Linked DNA regions of Zea mays: region 1 is linked to region 2. A link is a contact called in public Hi-C data. All regions are on one chromosome and are shown on one strand. Each heading gives the region's core, a stretch centred on a gene start, on an enhancer-like site or on the middle of the called end of the contact. The rest is flanking DNA. Distances are from core to core; before and after follow the strand shown.

Region 1 (7,016 bases), core at 3,513-6,012, 250 kb before region 2:
CTGCCGGATTGGTCGGCCTAGGAGGCCGAGTAGTCCGGCAATCTTGTTGGGCCCGTGCCTGGTGACCGGATTCAGCAGCGCTCAATCGGTCTTGCACTGGCGGCGCCAACCTATCAAAAACGGATGTTTGGGGTGTCCCCCAGGCGGGGTACTATGGCATCCCAAATGGATATGGTGGCATGCCCCACATTTGATTTGGGACATATGGTGGAGGTAAGTATGTGTATGGATATGGCATAGATGGATAAGGGGGTGGAGGTGTCCATGTCGGCATGTTAGGTCTCAATTGTACAATAGGACCTTTCATTTCATCCGATTGGTGAGGTGGTCCAATCGGCCTGGCCTGACGTTGCTCATGAATGGGTGAGCGGGGTCGCTTTGGTGGCCGGTCACTGGGGCTGGCCTTCTTTTTTATGTATTTAGACAGCAATTGATCAAAAGTCGGGCCAGGCTTGATCAGCCGACCAGCTGCTTTAAATGTATTTGTTTTCCACGTACCTATCTCTGGTCGTCGTGGTTTGAAAGTACGTGGCCGTTGTGAGTCCTGAGTACGGCCGGACCGTATGCCGGAGCTCTCCGGACCGTCCGGTGGGGTCCCGGACCGTCCGCGCCTACGTGCCGGACTGTCCGGGATACGTAGCACGGGTTCCTGCATCTGTCTCCCTGTCTGCGCTTGCCCCCTAGTACTGGAGGCTATGATGGTCACCTTTAGGGTCTCCCCTCCATCGGGAGTCTTCTCGGCTACCACTTTCCTGCAAGAAACTTTACGATCCCCATCGGCCTCTTTAGAATTGCCGATGATTGTCTCTTTGCCTTTGTCTTTATCGGCTGTGTTTGGCCGAACTAGGACTTTCTTGCCCTCGAAGTCAATCATGTTCATTGGAAAAGGCTCTGTATCCACCTGCATTTCCTAAAATTTCAATCGTCCCTCGTTAATGGCCGATTGAATCTGTCGCCGAAATACATTACAATCATTAGTGGCATGAGAAAATGAGTTGTGCCACTTGCAGTATGCACGACGTTTTAGCTCGTCGGCAGATGGAACAGTGTGATTTATTTTAATGTTGCCATTTTTGAGTAATTCATCAAATATTTTATCACACTTGCCAACATTAAACGTAAACTTTACATCCTCCTGCCGTTTCTTTTGAATCGGTTGTAGAGAAGCACAAGCCGAAGATTTGGACTGCTTTGGCCAAACCATTTCAGCAGCATATATTTCTGTTGACTCGTCCTCTGAGCTACTTTGATCGCATTCTACTATATGTACGTTATGACGAATTACTTTAGCAGTTTCTTTGCTTCGGCTTTCACAAGCCGAAGCTCTCTGGTGTAACTGTGCTAGTGTAAAAAATTGGATGCCTTCTAATCTTTCTTTTAAATAATATCGTAGACCATTAAAGGCTAATCATGCTAGCTGTTTCTCTGCTAAATGAATTTGGAAGCATCGGTTTCTTGTATCTCGGAATCTCTGGATGTAATCATTAACCGATTCATCTTTTGCTTGTCGTAATGACACTAAATCTACCAAATCCAACTCATAGTCACCGGAGAAAAAATGATCATGAAATTTTTGTTCTAGATCCCCCCATGATGAAATGGAATTAGGAGGTAAAGTGGCGTACCACGCAAATGCAGTTCCTGTTAAAGATAATGAAAATAAACGTATGCGAAATGCCTCTGTGTCGGCCAACTCTCCTAATTGTGCTAAAAATTGGCCTACGTGTTCACGTGTGTTCTTTCCTTGATCACCCGAAAATTTTGTGAATTCGGGTATCCTGGTTCCCTGTGGGTATGGGTGGTGATCAAATCGGCTGTCATAAGGTTTCCGATATGATTGCCCCCCAGGGACCATGCTTACTCCGAGCTTATCTCGAAACGCCCCGGCTATTTCTTCCCTTACTATATCAATGGCAGCCGGTGCGAGACCACCGGCTCTCTGGTCAAACATAGGTGGGGTTGGCTGGATATTAGCATGTTGTCTTTCCCCCCATTGGTTTGAGTTACGTGGTTCATTTTCATTTGCCCTATATGGGTCATAGGTTTGATCGTTTCTTTCCGGCCTCCTGGGTGGGGCCGGAAAGCTTTCCTGAGCTCTAGATCTTGAATTAATGGGCTGGCGCATTGCATAGTGTGATGGGAAGTGTTGCTGGGACGGGTGAGGATTCAGGTAATAATCCTCCTCAAAAGATTCATGCGCGGGCTGTCCGGATATGTACCCGGACCGTCCGTGGTTATATGCGGACCGTCCGTCGTTGTATGCGGACCGTCCGACTGGGTAGTTTGGGTTCTGTGCCGTGTGTGGTGGTTCGGGCGCATATCTAGATAACTCATTAAAAATAGGTCCGACTGTTGTTGGTCCGGACGGTCCGCGCTCACGTGCGGACGGTCCGGGCATGTGCAGATCGGCTAATTTGCTGCCGATTTGCGGTTGCTCAGGGTACGTGTCCATCGGCATCCCATAAAGGGGTTGTGACTGGTCGTGACAACCTACAGCCGATGTATTACGCGTGTTACCCCCTAATTCTACCTCGTGTGATGGAAAATTTACAATGCTAGATTTGTCAAATGCACGCGCTAATCTCCTATAGTCGTTTTGCATATTCCCTATGATGTTTTGCATTTGCTCACGCTGTTCATCTACATAATTCTTAAGAGATTGCAGCTCGTTTGTATTACTTACATTGGGGATATCTGGCGTGGGTTGGAGCGAAGCCGGATCCGTCGCCCGATGTCGGACGACCTTGTTGTTCCTGTCCACTTTGAAGTTGGCCAAGAATTTTGCTTTTGCCTCCTGGATCATACGCTCCTTGTGCTCCTCGAATTGGAGCTGTTCGTCAGCCGGCAAGGTCTCCCAAGTCGGCTCTATGATGTTGCTTGGGGAAATATCAGAGTTATCTCTTGAACCGGCCATTGAGGGCCGATTTGATGCGTCTATATTTGCTGTCCCCAGCGGAGTCGCCAAAAAGTATGTTGACACCTTTTTGGAGGCGTCAATTACTCAATAGAACCAGCGGCGGTGCTCTCTAGTCAGGCGCGGACGGTCCGCGGCCCAGGGCCGGACGGTCCGCGACCTAGCGCGAGGCGGCGGTGCTCTCTAGTCAGGCGCGGACGGTCCGCGGCACAGGGCCGGACGGTCCGCGACCTGGTGCAGGAGCTCGGGTTCCCTGCTTGACGACCGGACGGTCCGCGCGTGCGCAGGGGCGGCGGAAGATCGCCGGCGGCGCCTGGATCTCGCTCCCGGGAGGGACCCCGTCGGGGAGGAGAGATCCTAGGAGTTGTCTAGGCTCGGGTAGACCGACCTAGACTACTCTAATCGATGTAGAGTCGAGGAGAGGCGGAGAATTTGGGGATTGGATAGCTAAACCTAAACTAGACTAGAACTACTCCTAGGATAAAATGCGAAATAGAAGTTGTATTGATTCGATTGATAATTACAAATCGGCCGTAGACCTCTCTATTTATAGAGGAGGGGGGCTGGACACTTTACACAACTGATTCCGAGCTAATTCCGCGAATATAGCTAACAACCGTAGCACAAAACTCGGAACCCTAATCTGTTCTGCGCACGCGCGGACCGTCCGGCCTCAGGACCGGACCGTCCGCTTGCTCATTTCTGGTTCGAACAAGTCCGTATCAATTTCTATTTCTACTATTTCAACCGTGTTTTTTTACCTATAGATTGTTTTGTAGCTGCGGCTTTTAATATGAAGCGATGCTTTGCTTCCAACGTGGCGACGGCGACGGCGCACTAGTTAACGCCTGCCTGCCAACCGTATATCGCTGATCGGACGGTCGCCAACTAATAACGTCAGGTCATATCAGCGTCAACTGTGACAAGTACCAAACTAGTGGAGTATATTTTGGCAGCGCAAAGCATTCCAAGACTAGGCTAGTTTGGATCGTTCAAATTCAATTCGCTGCATTGCATGCATATATATATATATATAAAATCGTCAGGAACGAATTGATTGCTTATATTATATATCTACAAGAATATTGTTGTATTTATATATCCTGCTCCTGCAGCTGCTGCTGGCATTCTCTTGGATCGTGATCGCATGGTTAATAGCGCTTTCGTTCTGTTTCAAATTCAGTCCGTTCCCTTCCCAGTCAAGTCAACAAGACCCGCACGTTCTTCTCTCCATTCCTCAGAGATGCCCGCGCGGGCTACGGCCCGCTACGCCATGAGCGAGGCGAGCACCTGCAGGTCGAAGGAGCCGCCGGACGCGGCGTAGACCTGGCGCAGCGCCAGGGCGCGGCGGGCAGCGTAGAGGCGGCGGGCGAGCGCGCCGGCCTCGGCGCGCAGGCGGGCGTTGGCGAGGCGGGCGAGCGCGGCGCGGGCCTGCGCGCCGCCGAGCCGCGCGGCCAGGTCGCGGTTGCCGGCGCGCAGGCGGGCGGCGCGCCCGCGGAGCTCCTCCAGGTGCCGCTGCTTGCGCGCGCGGGACCGCCGCGCCGACTCGCGGTTCGAGATCCTGCGGCGGAGCCGCCGCCGCCGCTCCGCCAGCTCGTTCTCGTCGGCGGCGGCTGCTTCAGGTCCCGCGGACGTCAGCGACGCCGACGCGTCGTGCTCCGGCGGCGTGGCTGAGGTGGTCGCGTCCGTGGGCGACGCCGACGCCGACGCGGGTGTGGTGGGTTCGTCAGGTCCGAGGAGGCCGAAGCCGATGTCGGAGAGGAGAGCCTCGAGGTCGAGGGTGGGGTCCCACTCCGACAGCGTGGGGAACTGCTGCTGCTGGTGGGCCATGGAAGCAGGGCAGGGGCAGAATGGTAATTAGCAGCGTGTCGGAGGGGCTCGAGTGGCGGGAGAGGGAAAAGGGAGGGAACAATTGTATGGAAGCCTCTATTTATAGCCGGCCGGGGTGCCGTGCCGGGCAGACCGATCTTTCTTTTTCTCTCTTTTTTTAAATAAATAAATTAATAATAGTTTTTGACTGGGAAAAAAGGCAGCTTTATTTCGCATCAACAGGTGGGCTGTTGTGGGGCACACAACTTTGCGGCATAGTGCTATATACTATGAACCGGCCGTAGCGGTAGGTTCTCTAAATTAAACCAGGGGAGGAAAAGTCAAAAAAAAAAGAAATTGAATTTTGGTTTTTATAAGGGTTGGTCAAATAAAGAGTTTAGTGTTTGAAGAGGTGAAAAAAACTAATTAGAGCATCTCCAAGAGACACTCCATTTTCGACTCTCTATATGACACTCTATTTACCTCTTCATAAAGATTACATTCTATACGTAGCATCTCACTTCAACAGACTCTCTATTTAGTTTGGCTAGTCAGCGGCTAGTCAAATTTGGCTAGAGAGGGAGCCAATTTGAAGAGCCGGATAGCTTGGCAAGTTGGATGACTAGTCTGTTCGAGAGTTATTTTGCTATTGAGTAGCCAAAATTTGGCTTGCCGAGCCATTTAACTAATCTCTTGAAGATGCTCAGCTAGTGCATCATTCTCAAGACACATGGTGTCGGCGTTTCGACCCCGGGGGGTCCTTGGACCGTCGAGTAAATTGTCGCTACGTGTCCCAACCCAGATGGGTCGGCGCGAGACGGAACACAAGGGGGGAAAAGGGAACCGCGGCTTCGTGTTGTCCTACGCCCAGGGCGGATGCGCTTGCAGTAGGGGGTTACAAGCGTTCGCGAGAGAGGGAGAGAGCCTGTTCGTCAGCCCGTCCTCCCGCGCGGCCACCTTTTCGTACGAGGGCCCTGGACCTTCCTTTTATAGATGTAAGGAGATGGTCTAGGTGTACAATGGGGGGTGTAACAATATGCTAACGTGTCCGGCATAGAGGAGCCAGAGCCCTATTTACATGCCAACGTGGCTGTCGGAGAGGTGTTAGTGCCATGTGCATGTGATGTCGTGGCCGTCGGAGGAGCGCTTGAGCCCTGTAGAAGCACAACTGTCGGGGGCTGTCGGGACCTTGTTGACATCTCCTTGCTTCCGTAGGGGGCTGAGAACCGCCGTCGTCATGGGAGCACGCGGGGTGCCATCATTACTTGTTTACCGGGGCGAGCCAGATGGGATGCCGGTCTTGTTCCCCGTAGCCTGAGCTAGCTAGGGGTAGGGTAATGATGTACCCCCCTGTAACGTGGTCGGTCCGAGCCCAAGGTCGGGCGAGGCGGTGACTCCTCCGAGGTCGAGGTTGAGGCCGAGCCCTGGGGTCGGGCGAGGCGGAGACCGTCTTCCGAGGTCGAGGTTGAGTCTGAGCCCTGGGGTCGGGCGAGGCGGAGACCGTCTTCCGAGGTCGAGGTTAAGTCCGAGCCCTGGGTCGAGCGAGGCGGAGACTGTCTTCCGAGGTCGAGGCGGGGGCCGAGCCCTGGGGTCGGGCGAGGCGGAGCTTCCTATGGCGCCTGAGGCTGGACTCGGCTGCTGTCAGTCTCACCCTGGCGGGTGGCACAACAGTCGAAGCAGGGCAGGCGGCGATGTTTTCCTGTCAGGTCAGGCAGTGGAGGGGCGAAGTGACTGCGGTCATTTTGGCCCTGCCGACTGAGGAACGCGCGTCAGGATAAGGTGTCAGGCGATCCTTGCATTGAATGCTCCTGCGATACGGTCGGTTGGCGAGGCGATCTGGCCGAGGTTGCTTCACTGCGAAGCCTGCCCGAGCTGGGCCTCGGGCGAGTCGAAGGTGCGCCCGTTGCTTGAGGAGGTCCTCGGGCGAGGCGTGAATCCGCCTGGGTCTACTGTTCCTGTCCGAGGCTGGGCTCGGGCGAGGCGAGATCGTGTCCCTTGAGTGGACGGAGCCTTGACCTGAATTGCGCCCATCAGGCTTTTGCAGTTTGTGTTGATGGTGATTACCAGCCGAGTTTAGGAGTCTTGGGGGTACCCCTAATTATGGTCGCCGACACACGGAATAAACTGTTTGTTCGTAGAGATCGCCTAGCTAAGCTAGCTACGTAGGTCATGAAACGGTCAAAACTAACGTGCTAATTCAAAGGGAGCTTTAATTTTTTTTCTTCTTCATAGGTCTAATTAATGATAATGAAGAGAGGAAGAACATATGCCGAGCAATTCCACAGAGGATGTA
Region 2 (7,241 bases), core at 1,283-3,782:
TTTTGAACCGTGTCGTTGCCAAGGGTAGACAACTTTGATGGCTCATGAATGACAAAGAACACAGGAAGAATGATGGCAAATGAAAGAACTTTTGAAGGGCATAAACCATTTTACTGATGCTGATCATTTTGCTCTCATGAATGAACTTATGCTTATGTTATCTAAATATCTAAACTATGATGATCTATGAAAGATCATTCTTAATTTTGTCATTAACTTTTCTTGTTAAATCTTATATAATATACTATCCTTTTATGGAGTCAACGTGTTTTTTGAGATGTTGATTAATATTCACTACATATTTATCATTGTTTATTTTTATCAATGACAAAGCATGGATACAATCTAATCTTATATATCTTTTAAGGTATGTAAACATCTACTTTTAACAGGCAGTACGACGCTTGCATAATGTTCCCCGGTATCATCAGGAAGTATTAACTTGAATGGTAAACTCATTGTCAAAGTTAGAAGACCTGGTGGTGAGACTGCCATGTCTAACATACTTCACTTAGTCGAAGAAGCCCAGACAAGGGTGGTCCCTGTTCAACGATTGGCGGATAGGGTATAGTATGTGAACTGATTCCTACATTTATGAAAGTTTAGAGGTATGATATTCAAAGCATTACATCTTTGTCCTGTTACTATCTCAACCATCTCTGTGTGATTGGAATAGTATATTTAGTACATTTATCATGGCCAACATGAATCATGGGTTCTGTAGAGCTTTTTTACTTCTGTAGAATTTTTTTACAGACCAAGTGAACATGGGTGATTAGTTACTTCATATAAATGTTTTACCCTTCGGTATGGTTAATATTTAAAATGGCTTATTTTAGTTGGAGCACTTCTTCCTGTCTTCATACACTTGGTGCATTTCATTATATATTAATTTTCTATTAATGATATTGCACGCGAACAATAAGTTATACATTCTCCCATTATGAGAACAAGGAAATAAATTCTGTGCATTAAATTGTGGGCTTTCTTAAAACTATGGTGTTGTTGTAATGGAGGAAACTTACATGCTTATGTGTTTTGCAGTTGTGTTCAAATATGGAACTGGTTTGACCTTCTGGTCTGATCCGATCCTTGGACTTCTTCTGTTCCTACTTGATGCATGTTCAACTCGAATTTTAGACTTTTTAGGATTTGAAAACAATTTTGCTATGTGTTCATCTTCAGTTTTGAGTGATCAGTAATGCTGAAGATTCAAAAAAATATAAAATTTCTTCTTTTCTTGAGTAAACCTACATACTATAAACTTGTACTGATATGTTTTTATCATTGGAATAGCCTGGTTTGCCGCTCTTGCAACAATATCTGTCTCAGTTTGAGAAATTAGTTATGGAGCTCATGCCAAAATTGGGAGAACACTTTGTTGAATAAATGATAAACCCAAGCATGTATGGAAGCCGGTGGTTTATCACAGTTTTCTCATGTTCCTTCCCATTTCATCTAACTCTTAGAGTTTTGGAAGCAAGATATTTGGATGCTCTGCTTTTTCTGTAGCTGATCCTACATCTTGTATAGTCTAACATTTCGTTCTTTCTTGGACCATCCGTTTATTTAACGGAGGATAGGAGTGGACAGAGACTTCTCGGATTAGAATATGTTTGAATAACTATTCTATTAAAAAAGGTCTACTTGTGATATATAAAAATTGTAGCAACACACAATTATCTAACTATATTTATATTTTTTGAGGTATGTAAACATTCCCTTTTAGTGATGCTAATAAAAAGTGTCGAATAACAATTAGTGTTTTTGTATATCAATATATTTTATTATAGTGCTTTCTTATCTTAATGTATCTTAGCATTATATGTTGGCCCCGTAGCAACGCACGAGCATACACCTAGTATACAATATATTCGAATGGACCACGGTGCTAGTGGCCTAGTGGGCCAGCCCAACGCGGTTAGCCGACCTAGCGAAGTGCCTGGGCCTGCTCGACATGACCCAATTAATAAGTCAGGTCTAGCAGGCCATGCCCATGACGGGTTGTACCAGGCCGAGCCGGCCCGTTAGGCCATCTATATGCATAGCCTATTAAAAATGTTGAACTAAACTCTAAAATAGATGTTTCTTATAATTTTAAATCTTGTTTGCACAAATTATATTGATTTGATATAATCAATTTAAATTTTCCTTTAAATATTGCACTTTCTGATGAGTATGGTTTATCCGTGGGAATAAATTTCCCGACGGGACATAGACAAGAGAAAAAAACTCTCCGTGAGTATTTGTGGGACGAAGATAAAGTTTTTTTATCAGGACGCGAATGAGGAGCTATTTCGCAATGAGAAATTTTATGTTGCCATTCCTATTTCGTAGCGCCATCTATCCGGGCCGGGCTCGCGAAAAGGCCCAACTTACTTACAGTTGCACGTGTACTGGTCTACTGGATGATACGCATACGGCCCGAGAGCCGTACATACACACCGACACTGATTATTATTAATTAAATTAAATAAGTAAATAAAATAAAAAATAATTATAAAAAACGCGCCGCGTCCAGGTCCAGGCGTGCGTCTCCTCTCGCGTCCCCGTCTTCCTCTTGTGATCTTGTCGCCTGCCTCTGCGGCTCTGCCTGCCTCTCTCGAAGCTTCTCGCGTCTCCTGGGTGGCCGTGTCCAGTCTCCCACGCCACCGCCCCGACCGCCGGTAACTTCCGCCGCCACTCCTCATCTCCTCCCTCCCTCCCTCTGCTGCCTGCTACCGCACGGCTGGGTTCCTCCTGCACCTACAGATTGACTAGCACTAGGACTAGAGTAAGTCAGATCAGACCGTCCCCGGATCCCTTGGGTACTCCGCCCGATTCCGGTTCCGCACTTCCGCCCATCGGATGCGCCTGGGCTGGGCAGGCACCAGCTGCTACGTTAGCTTACTTATTATTTGTTACTACTATACTAACCAGATCGATCGCCTCGGCTGTTGTTTTTCCTCGATCCCTGCCGCGACGTCGTATCCTCGACAGGAATGGGATGAGAATATGGGATTTGTTTTGGGGGGGGGGGGGGGGGGGGGGAGGGTCAGCAGACTGTCATGTAGTCCTGGATAGATGGCAGGTGGGGGCATCTCTGCCTACAAAAAAGGACAAACGTGCAGGCCAAGCGGCAGAATCAGTTGAAGAATTGAAATCTCTACTTCACATTTACTGTTCATCTTCTTCCTCTCATGTACCCGGATCCTCTTTCTAGTACCTTTAGGTGCTACTCTGAATTTGTCCAGAAACATATGCGCAGTGTTCCTCTCGCTATTGGTTTGAGTTCGTGAGACGAGTGTTGCTAACATTTGGTATTAGACTAGTTGCAATCCTGGACGATCTACCTCCACCATGGATGCGATGATGCAGCGCCTGCTCGATGAAATGGCGCTGATGGAGGCTCGTATCACCGATGCAATTGAGGGGCGTTCCTCGCTCTCTGATACGTAGGCCACGGTCGGCAACCGCGGCCGCAACTTCCCCGAGAGCGTCGTCGCAGACCTCGCTGTCGACCACCTCTTCGGTGGGGTGTTCGGCTTGGACAACCTCACCCCCATGGCCGCCCAGGATCCCTCTGCCGAGGAGGCCCCGCAGTCGCAAGCGGAGATGGTGGCATCGTCCGAGTTAGAGCCTGTGACTCCTCCTCCCATTGTCTACGAGTTGTACCACCCGCTCTGCCCGGCAGCCCACCGCGTCTGCTGCGCCACCGCCACCGCCACCGCCGTCCTTTTCCCCGCGGTCACTACCAAGCACCAACATACGACGGATGAGAACATCTACGAGGAGGCGGCGCGGTACCCGGCCCTGAAGTAGGGCCTCTCGGTGTGGTACGGGCCCTTCCCACTAGTCCTGACCGGCGACCTAGCGAGTGCTACTCCTTGGATGAGATCGTGTACCACTCCAGCTCGGGGGGGCCTCCTCGACGTGCGGCATGACATGGAGGCACTGCCCCGCTTCTCGGCCGCCTACTGGCGTGACCTCTTTGACTACTGCCACGAGTGCTCACGACACCACTTCCTCCTGGACCACATGGCCCTGGGCTACTTCCCCTACACCGAGCTTGCCACCGTGCCCACCAAGTGTTCGATGCTGGTCCTCAACCGTGGTGCCTACTTCGTCCCCAACCCTCCTCTTAAAGCATCTGCCGACGAAGGGGGCAACCTTCAATCGCAACATTCCACCAACGCGCAGCTGCTCGAGTTCACGTGGGACCTGGCCAACAGCGGGTACCGTTCGACATCCGGCTGGACCTGGTGAAGGGCGTCTCCGCCGTGCTTCCACCGGAGTTCGTGTCTGCCGTCGAGGGCCGCACGTTGCTAACGACGTGGTGGCCGCAGGAGGCGGCACTCTAGCATGAGGCGGTCGGGGTGTTTCTCACTCACTCCCGCTGGAACTTCTCCCTAGAGAGCCTCTGTGCGGGGGTGCCCATATTGAGCGAACCCTTCTTGCAGAGCAGCAGACCACCATCGCCTGCTCCCTCGTCGCCTTGCTCCTGGACATCCGTGTCGTCGTCGGCGACCCCTACTGCTCAGACCCGGACTCGAGGTCATGGACCCCGAGGTCCGTGAGCGGGTCCTACAAGGGAACACCAACCTCCTCATCAACACCTTCCAAGAGATGAAGCTGTTCGCGCTGAATGTGATGTCCATCTTCGGCGAGAAGGAGATGCGGTACATCGAGGAGTTGAAGCAGTGTTATATGTCACTGGAGAAGGGGTTCCACTCGATGACGGTGAGCCAGCCGGGCACCCTGTTTCACGAGGCCATGAAGGCCCTCAAGCGGCTGGGTGCCATCGTGGACCACATCAGCCAGTACCAGCGCGGGCAGCCGTGAGAGTGCGACCTCCTGTTCCTGGCCTCCATCCTGGACAGCGCAAGACGCTCACCGACGCCCAGATCTCCGACAACGTGATCGACGTCATGTTCGTCGCCCGCGAAGCCACCGCCACCGTGCTCACCTGGATGTTCAAGTTCCTCGATGACCACACTGCGTTCCTCAAGGCCATCATCGAGGGCGTCAAGGCGTTCGAGCGTGACCTGATCGCCAAGGCCAACAGCTTCGTCCACGACAACGGTGTTTCCGAGCTGTACCACCTCGCGCCCATCGTCTGTGCTAGCGTCAACGGGAAGCCGTGCATGTGGGTGTGCACAATGACGAGCATGGTGGACGAGTTGGTGGTGTCCGAGGAGGTGGACGAGGTTCTCAACGCCTTGCCCAACAGGCAACCATGGCCGCCACCTATGCACTCCAACTGCGTTGCGAGCATTGCCGACATCCATACCGAGGAGATCAGTCCAGAGCGCAAGCTTGTTGCTGAAGGTCTTGGTCATGATCAACGGACAAGCGAGGTCGATTTGCTTCCAGGTGGTTTGAAGGCACAAACAATTAGCATACTAGTAGGAGATGAGCTTGGAGACTATGCACGTGCACGAGGATTTGAGATATTTGATAAATGTGCTCAGAGAGAGAGAGAGAGAGAGTTCAAATGAGTGAAGCTGCTCTGACTGCAAAGGCACGTATGGCGTTGTTGCATGAGATGGCGGACCATGGGCATCGACCGGATGCAGTTATGTATTTCTCCATGATATCTGGATTGACACAAGCAGGCAGCACATGATCGTATGACTCGACTCGACGGAATTCTACCAGCCGCAGAGCAACTGGGATGCTCTTTACAATTTTGAGCAGTGAGACACATGGAATGATCAGCAGACCAGCAGCTTGGGGACAAGCTGCATTTCAAACGGTGGGGAATGTCAGCAGACTGTCATGTGAGACCCTGGATAGATGTCAAGTGGGGGGTGGGGGTGGGGGATCTCCCTGGGTGCAACGGAGCACTCGCACTTACAGGCACAGTCACAATCACTTGGTATTTCAGCTTTCGTTTCCACCATGCTAGTACTGTAGTCGTTTGCTTCCTCCAGTCCTCCACATGCTCACGAACAGACGGCATCATTCGTTTGTGCTGCGTTATGCTGCTACTGCGTATCATGCTCATTGAGTGCCAACTAGAGCTGAATGCAGTCCTCAAACTCACTACCTCAGGTTGGGGACTGAAAGCAAAGCAAAGCTATGTTCCTGTTTCATCAGTAAAGTACGCAGTATTTCTGTTCTGTTCTGTTCGGTACACCAATGTGCTTGCAGCCCGAGCCCCTATGTGACACACGCATTTTTTTACTCCTTTTGGACATGGAAACACTTCTACATTTGGTGTAATGCAAGCAGTAGTTGGTGCCGACAGGGAAAAAAACAAAGAACAAAAAGAGGGGAAAACAATTATTCTTCAAGAAATATGCTCCTGATTGGTTGCCTGAGCGTCTGATTTTTTTTTAAAAAAGTCTAACTAGGAGTTTATGTCCCGGATGGCTTTTAAGAGCTTTGGCTCTATAGGGTGCCGTTTGGTTCATATATTTGTAACGTAATGGGTAACTGATAACGTTAAATCATGTTTGTTTTAGTCTAACCGTAATCACATACCACACTAAAAATTGATACCAGCCTATTTAAATTTGTTACCACTAGTAATAGATCGTAAACCGTTACCATTACCATTTGCGTTACATTTTTTTGAACCAAACAACACCTAGATGGTATTCCAATTCAAAACCAACACATCACACACATGGCACTATGCCTAACACCTTAAAAACAGAACGGCCGAGTATGATAGCTGCAAATCACTGCAAGCGATTCGATTACAGCACAGTCTTCCAAGAGCAATTGTGTGCATGACAATTGTGGCAATTTCCATTCTGCAGGTAGGTAATTCCAGTTCCAAGAGCACTCGACATGGCGGCCGCTAATGTTGGGGAATCAACAAGCGGCGGCAGCAGCAGCAGCGGCGCCGACGCCGGGGGCGGATTCGAGTGCAACATATGCTTCGAGCTGCCGCAGGAGCCGATCGTGACGCTGTGCGGGCACCTCTTCTGCTGGCCGTGCCTCTACAAGTGGCTGCGCATCCACTCGCACTCGCCCGAGTGCCCGGTGTGCAAGGCCGTGGTCGAGGAGGAGAAGCTCGTGCCCCTGTACGGCCGCGGCAAGGACCGCGTCGACCCGAGGTCCAAGAACGTCCCCGGGGCGGCCGACATCCCCAGCCGTCCGGCTGGGCAGAGGCCGGCCACGGCTCCGCAGGCGGACCCCAACAACGCCCACTTCCCCAACGCCGCCAACCCGGCGAACCCGTGGTTCATGGGCGGCGGCGGCGGAGGCATCCCGCTGGCCAACGCGCGCTGGGGGAACTACACCTTCTCGGC

The links. Hi-C and Micro-C count contacts between places; a contact is called where the count stands out from the background.
Region 1: a Hi-C map of bundle sheath shows a contact between it and region 2, with 2.1 times the contacts expected there. The contact joins the enhancer-like site here to the promoter of LOC100283782 in region 2. A contact is called at or near these places in 3 of 25 Hi-C or Micro-C datasets (bundle sheath, leaf and tassel).

What each region holds. Positions count from the first base shown.
Region 1 is chr1:183,932,432-183,939,447 of Zm-B73-REFERENCE-NAM-5.0, reverse strand. No RefSeq gene overlaps it. Among protein-coding and RNA genes, the nearest start is that of LOC100277063, 23 kb to the left of the region's middle. Within about 2 kb of position 4,762, at least 16 of the 20 cell types and tissues checked have an H3K27ac peak or open chromatin away from gene starts, as enhancers often do. A contact at or near this core is called in bundle sheath, leaf and tassel, where this site is marked.
Region 2 is chr1:183,684,262-183,691,502 of Zm-B73-REFERENCE-NAM-5.0, reverse strand. LOC100283782 (RING finger protein 5) reads left to right here and starts at 2,532. Exons shown (of 2, transcript NM_001156681.2): 1 at 2,532-2,666; 2 at 6,747-7,241. The coding sequence starts at 6,778. It also overlaps the pseudogene LOC103645097.